Regions from separate parts of the Hordeum vulgare genome. Here region 2 is linked to region 1. The links are chromatin contacts, called in public Hi-C maps. All regions are on one chromosome and are shown on one strand. Each heading gives the region's core, a stretch centred on a gene start, on an enhancer-like site or on the middle of the called end of the contact. The rest is flanking DNA. Distances are from core to core; before and after follow the strand shown. Region 1 holds the start of LOC123406036. Region 2 has its middle 35 kb from the start of LOC123406036.

What was found. A called contact is a pair of places that touch in the nucleus more often than the background predicts.
Region 2: a contact with region 1 is called in a Hi-C map of leaf, with 4 times the contacts expected there. The contact joins the enhancer-like site here to the promoter of LOC123406036 in region 1. A contact is called at or near these places in 2 of 6 Hi-C or Micro-C datasets (leaf and seedling).

What each region holds. Positions count from the first base shown.
Region 1 is chr6H:30,430,496-30,434,553 of MorexV3_pseudomolecules_assembly, reverse strand. LOC123406036 reads left to right here and starts at 2,041. Exons shown (of 20, transcript XM_045099537.1): 1 at 2,041-3,538. The coding sequence starts at 2,105.
Region 2 is chr6H:30,465,115-30,469,172 of MorexV3_pseudomolecules_assembly, reverse strand. No RefSeq gene overlaps it. Among protein-coding and RNA genes, the nearest start is that of LOC123406036, 35 kb to the right of the region's middle. Within about 2 kb of position 2,227, at least 1 of the 3 cell types and tissues checked has open chromatin away from gene starts, as enhancers often do. A contact at or near this core is called in leaf, where this site is marked.

The DNA.
Region 1 (4,058 bases), core at 792-3,291:
GACCTCCTACACGACGCTGCAGGTGCCCTTTGCCTCCCGTATTGGGCCAGCCCATCTAATAGATCTGGCGCTCGTGCAGGCCTTGAAAAAGTTTATTGATTTTCAAAAAATAAAGTAGACCGATTTTGCGAAAAATGTTGCGAAAAATGTTTTTCTAAAAATAATAATAATCAAATTTGAAAAACGTTTATCACATTTGACAAAGGTTCATTTATTTTCATAAAAAGGTCAGTGATTTTGAAAGACGTTCCTCCAATTTGAAAAAAAGATAATTGCTTTAAAAAAAATCATCAAATTTTTAAAAAGTTCATAGAATTCGTAAAAAGTTCATCAAAATTTTAAAAAGTTCAATAAATATTAAAAACAGTTCATTGGATTTGAAAAAGTTCATCAATTCTTTTAAAAAGTTTGTTGAATTAAAAAGAATCATTGATTTTGGGAAAACGGTTTATCAAATTTCCAAAAATGTTCGTTCAATTTGAAAAAAATTCATCAATTTTGGCAAAAGTACAGTAAATTTGAGAAAAACATCGATTCGAAGAAAAGGATCCTGAACTATAATACAATCATCGAGCCAAGCAGAAAAAAAGGAAAAATAGAAACAAAAAACATAAGCAAAAAAGGAAAACCAAAGGAAGAAATAAGAAAAGAGCAAAAGAAAATTAGTCCATGCATTGGCACGGTGGTTACTGCTTGTTAACCCGAGGTTGAAGATCGAGAGTTCGATTTCCCGCGACGCTAGTCCATTTTCTGTCTTCAAAACAGAAAGAAAAAAAGCTGAGATGGCCCGGCCCCGCGCGGGGCGTTGCAGGCGCCCATAGCAGAAATTCACTGTAACAAACGCCTGCGGCGCTAAATAGGATTTCCCCGAGATATAGCTCGTGCCATCATCATCTTGTTCCAAGTAAAAGCCCTGCCCGAAATCACTAGTAAGCGAGTACACCTTTTAATGGTTACTCCCACCTCCCAGATTGCGACAAGTGGTGTAGTATATGCGTGCCACTTGTCACGACCTGGGAGTTTTTCCTTTTTTGGTAGATTCGTATTTTCAAAACGTTTTATCTCCTAAATCGTGCGTTCAAATCTTGAACTATTTTCATCGTCGGGTTTCTCGCGTCGAGATCTTCAAAACTAGATTCCATATTGATAGGTTTTGACAAATTATTTTTTCACGAAAACACTGGACGAAGAAACCATCGTTTTTTTCCTTTCCGAGATGCATGATCGTGCCTCTCGCGGAAGCAAAACCGTGCCTCTCGCGGAAAAAAGAGGGAGAGAGAGCAGAAAACGCGTTTTTTTTTCCTTTTCCCGTGTCTCTCGCGATAGCAAAAGCGTACACCTTGCGGAAAAGAGAGAGAGAGAGAGAGAGAAGAAAACACGGAGGCATGCCTGTGCCTCTCGCGGCAACAAAACCATGCCTCTCGCGGAAGTAAAATCGTGTCTCTCGCGAAAAAAGAGAGCAGAAAACACATTTTTTCCTTTTGGAGAGGCACGACCGTGCCTCTCACGATAGCAAAACCATGCCTCTCGCGGAAGCAAAACCGTGCCTCCCATAAAAAAAAGGAAAGAGAGAGAGAGAGCAGAAAACACGTTTTTTCCTTTACAAGAGGCACGACCGTGCCTCTCGCGGGAAAAAAGAGAGCGAAAAACACGTTTTTTTTCTCTTTCCAAGAGGCACAGTCGTGTGAAAAAACCTCGAAAAAAATCACTCTAAAAAGCCGAAAACACGTGCGAAAAAATAAAAAAAGTAATATACGAAGGGAACACTCAGAACACGACACATGACGGCGGCTGAGAATGCGTCTAGTGGCGGCGCGTGGGAGCGATCGCTGGGAGGCTCTCGAAGGAGCGCTTGCTAACTAGTTGATCCCAGCCGTGCCACGCAGAAAATAAATAACCGCTGCCATCTGGGCTGTTTTTTCTGTGTGAATATGTGATCTGGGCCTAGGACACGAGCCTTTCGAGCCCGCTCAACGCGTATGCTCTCGGCCCGTGTAGGCCTACTTTGCACCTGGCCGACTGATACAACCGAAGCAACACCGGAAACGAAAGCATCCCAACCTCCGCACCACCGCACCTCGGCGAGACGGCGACCATCTCCCTCATGCCGTCGTCGTCGCCGGCGATGGCATCCCAGCCACCGCCGACGCCTCCGGCTCAGGAGCTCGACCTCGACGCCTTCCTCCCGTCGTCTCCCGCCTCCTCCTCAGCCTCCGACGCCGACGCCGATCACCGCCGCGCCGTCGACGACCTGCTCCTCCTCCTCTCCTCGTCCGACTCCGACTCCGACGACGAGCCGACCCGTAAGCCCACCACCAACCTCAAACCCCTAACCCGTACCAAAGCCCCACCGCCGCCCCCTAAACCTTCTTCCCCATCCCCTCCCGCGTCTGCCTCCGCCTCCGCTTCACCCGGGAGATCCACATCCGCATCGCCGTCGGCGACGCTCTCCTCCCTCGTCTCGAGAACCTTCTCGAGCAACGCAGCTTCCTCTTCCACCTCCTCGGCGAGGCCACTCCCCTCGCTCTTCCGCGGTGTCCGCCCCAGCCCCAAGCCCGGCGCCGCCCTGGCCGCGGCGGCAGCCGCGTCCCGCGCCGTTCTCACCCCGCACGCCGCTGCAATTAAGTCCCGGCGCACCGCCTCCGCGCCCATCGGGAAGCTCCTCGACGAGGGCTCCAGCTCCGAAGCCTCCGAGGGGATCCTTTCCACTGGAAATTTCGAAGCAGAGGAAGTAGCTGAGAAGGTCAGCGAGGAAGTGGTTGCTAGGGTGACCGAGGAAGCTGTCGGTGGGAGTGGGGATGAAGAATTGGAAGAGTACAAGCATGGGGAAGTGGGGACTGAAGAGAATTCCGAGCCCTCCGAATTGGTGGACCTAGGCAATGTCGATTCTGTTGCTGTGGAAAATCTCAACGAGCAGGAGCAACTTGGGGGCGAGAATTTGGCAGAAGCAGATCAAGTTGGGAGTCAAATTGGGCTTGTTGATGAAGAAAATAGTGATGAGGAAATTACTGATGGAAATTTAGTGGAATCTGGTGAGATTGTGGATCAAGATGGGTCAGTATCCGAGGAAAAGACTGATGATGGACTGGAAGTTGAACGTTCTGACACTGATTTGGAAGAGCAACTGGAATCTGAGAGCATCATTGATAAGGTGATCGAAGAGAGGTTGGAGATCACCAGGATGGCTGAAAAAAATGCAGAGAAAAGACCGAAGGTACCGATGAAACCATTGGAGCGGGCTGAGGAGCTTGAGAAGAGGCAGGCCTCATTTGGGCAACACTGGGAGGAGGGAGCAGCAGCACAACCCATGCACCTGGAGGGGATTGGGAAGGGGCAACCAGCTATTGGTTACATGCAGATTGAGGTGGACAACCCAATAACTCGTGCCATGGCATCTCCGTCTTTTAGACAGGACCATGGCTCTCCTCAGGTCTTAGCAGTACATAGGAGCTATATTGCCATGGGCATGTCCACTGGATCTGTTATCATCATCCCAAGCAAATACTCCATCCATCAAGCTGATGATACAGATGCAAAGGTTAGTCATTGCCTCCTTGGTGCTGGTGTGCATATTGCTTGTTTTGGTCAATACTATATGGTTTACTGGCATGCTTCACATGTTGGAATTTAAGATATTTCCGTATTATGTGGTATAAACTTGAAGATGATTCATTAGATAACAATGAGTCGTAGACACTACTACTTGGGGTCACAATTTTGCTAGAGTTGTAGGCATCACTTGGTGTTACAGTTTGCCGGACTTCACACCTTCCTTGACTTGAAGAGAAATTTGGGAGGAAAACAGATGTAGTCATACCAATTTTACTGGGATGACCGTACATTGTATTTTGTGCACCATCATTCTGAAACAAGTCTTGTGATCAGGGTTGTACTTACATCTTGTATAATTAAGTCAATCCAGATTCAGTGTGGTGCAAATAATGATATTGAACTTGACATGCAAACATCTGGTGTTCCCATTACTGCCCTAGTATACCAGACTTGAATACAAACATGTCATTTAGGTAGAATTTCAAAAGCATACAGAATCTTAGATT
Region 2 (4,058 bases), core at 978-3,477, 34 kb before region 1:
GTCTCTTAATTAAGACAATGCATGCCTTTTTCAGTTTTCTTTTTCGTCCATCCAACATCTATCCTGCATAACACCCGTATGATACATGAGTTTTAGGTACATGGAGAGTAAAATAATAAGACCGCAGAGAGAGAAGAAATTTTGCGAGGTGCTTAAAACCGATCGAATGTAAAAAAAAAATATAAGGATAGTATGGCCATCTGACCATAAAGTATACCCACCTCTTTATGTGGCATGCACGAGCTTACCTAATTGATCCCCCCACCTATCACATCCCTCCATCCTAGGTCTGGCCCATTTCCTTTTTCTTTTTAAAGGTAAAAAATAGGTGCAAGAAGTAGGATTTAAACTCCTAACCTCTTAGTTTACTTCCACGTGATGTAACCAATTGAGAGAGCTCACTTGTTGTGCCTAGTTACTTCTTTTATTCTTTTTATTGTGCATCTTCTCCGTCTATTTTATTCTTCTTTTTTGTCCTCTTTTCGGTTTTATTCTTTTTTCTGTACACACCCCGTCTGACCTAGGCTCGGCCCAAATTCCTTTTTGTATTTGAAACTCCTCGAACATATTTTGTATTTGTGAACAAGTATTGAAAAAAAGAACATTTTATGAATTTGAAAACAAATTTTGGAAATAGGGACATTTTTTGAATCAGTGAAGTTTCTTTAAGTCAACGAGCACTTGGCCATGGGTAGGCTAAAAGGCTTCGTCTGGGAGTGCGTTATTTCTCGACATCCGTCAAATGGCTTCATATATTTTCCTTATCCCCGTATTTCTCGACATCCATCAACTGACTCCAAATAACATAAGTTCGTCATTCCAGCTCGACCAATAAAGGTCAGGATTAAAGTTTTCATCCCTAACCTAAAACGATACTCCAATCATCGTCTTGACATTGAATCTTCCGATAGTTGCACCAGTCAATACTCCACGCCAGACCGGAAAGGCACTAGTGGGTATGTGGGACATCTTCCCACCTTAGAACACCGCCACAACCATCGGGGGGGGGGGGGGGGGGGGGACCTTGTTGCAGTGCAAAAGTGGTTGCTACTACTCCACACTGACATGAGTCAATTTGACAAGGCCAAGAGTTTAAACATCCTTTCCGAATAAAGCATACAAAATATGGGTTACATGTGTGACACTTAGTATATTGTGTCTATCATACTAAAATTAAAACCCATACTTAACACATCATATGTATGTAGTGATGGACAACATGCTCGTCAACCTTGCTTCACTCAACTATAATAAAACTTTAGCCCGCTAATCCAGTCATCATCAGGTTTCTGTGAGTATGTGTGTTGCAACTCGTAAAACATTAGCAAACAGAGTGTAGCTCTGCCGTTTTGGTTCTTTATTATGGAACCAACCCTCTAGGCTTCAAGTCCTAGACCTAACACGAGTGGTTCTTATTTTATTGGATTTATTTTATTCTTTCCGACAATGTCCGTTGACAAAGTACATGTTATTGAGCCACACAATGGCCCACCCATTATGAGGTCCTTTTAGGCGGAGTGAACCGAGCCATCGTTGTGTTGGGTCCTCCTATTCTACGTGTTGTGGGCCACCCAATATCCCCGTCGTGCATTGGCTTTCGTCTCACCTAGGGAAATCATGGGTAGATCAAAACCCACTACATCTGATGCCGCTGGAAAAATATCAAGCATGCTCAAAATAAGGCAAAACATCTGATTTCTAAAATATCTACAAATTAATTAATTTATAAACAAGTAAAATGTGAAATTTATAAATTTACTACATTAAGGTTTCATGTATTAGAAATAAATACTGCTCACAAATTACAAATATATTTTGAATTCTAATTGTTTAAACAAATCATCAATATTATTGATGATGTACATTTTAGGGAAAATAGTAAACCTTAAAATACTCAGGAATTTATTAAATGTTCATGAATTTACAAAAGTATTTAAATTTCTAAAATTATCCGTGTACAAAAATCAACATTTTAAAAAAAGTTCAATATTTGTAAAATAAATTCATTCATATTTAAAAAGCCACTGTTTTATAAAAGTGTCCATGTAATTTAAAATGGAAAATAAAGTCGAAAGTTTAATCCAGAAATGAAGAAAGAAAAGATAAACTGGGAAAACAGAAATGTATGGCAAACGAAAATATCCATAAAAACACCATTGCTTGGGTCGGCCAATATTGGTGCTGTGAGCCTTATGGCGGCTATTTAAGAGTGTGGCTATGACTCGCCCGCAGCAACATACGTGCTCCTCATGTCCCGAAGGCCCTAAATGGACTGGCTCATAAGCACGCAGGTACATGTACAGCTTTTGTTCGTTTTTTTCCTTCAGTTAATTTACATTTTTTTCTTTCTAAACAAATATATTTACAAAACATTAATGTAAATAATATGTTTTTAATATGTCCACCACAAATTTGAGAAAACAATTAACACTATGCAAAAGTTTGCAAGTGTTTTTTTTAAGTTGATAGCATTAATTAAAGTGCATGACATTTCAAAAAATGTTCACATGTTTCAATAAAATGTAAATGACATTTTGTGAAAATTTAATATAATTCGTTTAATTGAAGAAAGAAATGTTATACCATTCATAGAATATGTTATATTTTTAAAAACTGTTAACTCGTTATACAAATATCTTTGAAATTTCTAAAAAGTGTTTATACAATATAAAGAACGTTTGCGTAAGTTAGAAAAATTGTATCTATGATTCAGATTTTTTTTAACATGTATTTGATTTCTCAATACATATTAAAAAATATTTACAAACATGCATTTATAAAAATGTTAATCGTGTATTTCAAAAGGGTAAAACGTCAATAAAATGTATATGTGTACGAAAAGGGTACAGTGTGTATTAAATAACAGTCATCAAAAAATATATTATTGAAATAGTAACCATGTATTTGGAAAACTTTAAATGTCTATAAAAATATATTCCTTATATATACAAAGAATGTACATTGTGCACCAGAAATGTAGCCATGTGCTGAAAAAAGGGGAAAATTGAAAAATATAGAATTTGACATCTCACTTTTACCACATTTAGCTTTCGACAATGTATCACAAATGTCAGTCCACCTTTATCACCATTATATTTTATCAATGTATCACACTTGCCACTTTTGAAAATTGTGCTTTGCCATGGAATGATAGTTGTGATGTATTGTCAAAAGCTAAGAGTGACAAAGAAGAAATCTCAAATCTAAAGTGGCATAAGGAAAATAGGAGAAAACTAGAGTGCCATTTATTTTCCCAAATTGAAATATATTTCTCGCAACAATGTGTGTGGCATCATATAGGGGTGTCCCTATGTCTTCCTTATAGCGGGACCCACGGAACTCTAGTGTCAAGCAAAACGCTAGATGGGCAGGCCTCGCCATGTGAGAGACCACACATTGCTTTTTCTTTTCTTTTTCTTTCATGTTTGTTCTTTTATTTATTTTTACTTTCGTTTTATACTTCCAACATTATAAATAAATATATTACAAACAACACTATACATAAAACATTTTAAACTGAATGTTAACCAGGCATTGAAAAATGTTAAACGTGTTTAGAGAAAAAGTTTCTCATGTATATGAAAAATATATACAAGAAAAAGAGAGAATTGGTGTGAAAAAGTTGATCATTTATTTATGAAAATGTTAAACCAAGCATTTAAAATGAAATGTTAAACAGCTATTTGGAAAATGTTAATCAAGCATTTGAAAATATTAAATACGTATAGAAAAATGTTGAACATGCATTAGAAAATGCTAAACTTGTATTTTGAAAAATATTAACAAGAATTTAAATAAAATAAATAAATCTTACATAGAAAAGATATTGACCATGTATGCACACAATGTTAATATGGTATTTAAGAAATGTTAACCAATTATTTAAAAAAATTCAAACATGCGTAGATAAAATATTGACCATGTATTTAGAAAATTGTAAACTTGTATTCAAACAATGTTTATCAAGCATTTTCAGAAACGTTAGATATGTGTAAAAGATGTACCATGTATTAGAAATATTTATTAATTTTCTGTTCAAATTTTATTAATCAAGAATT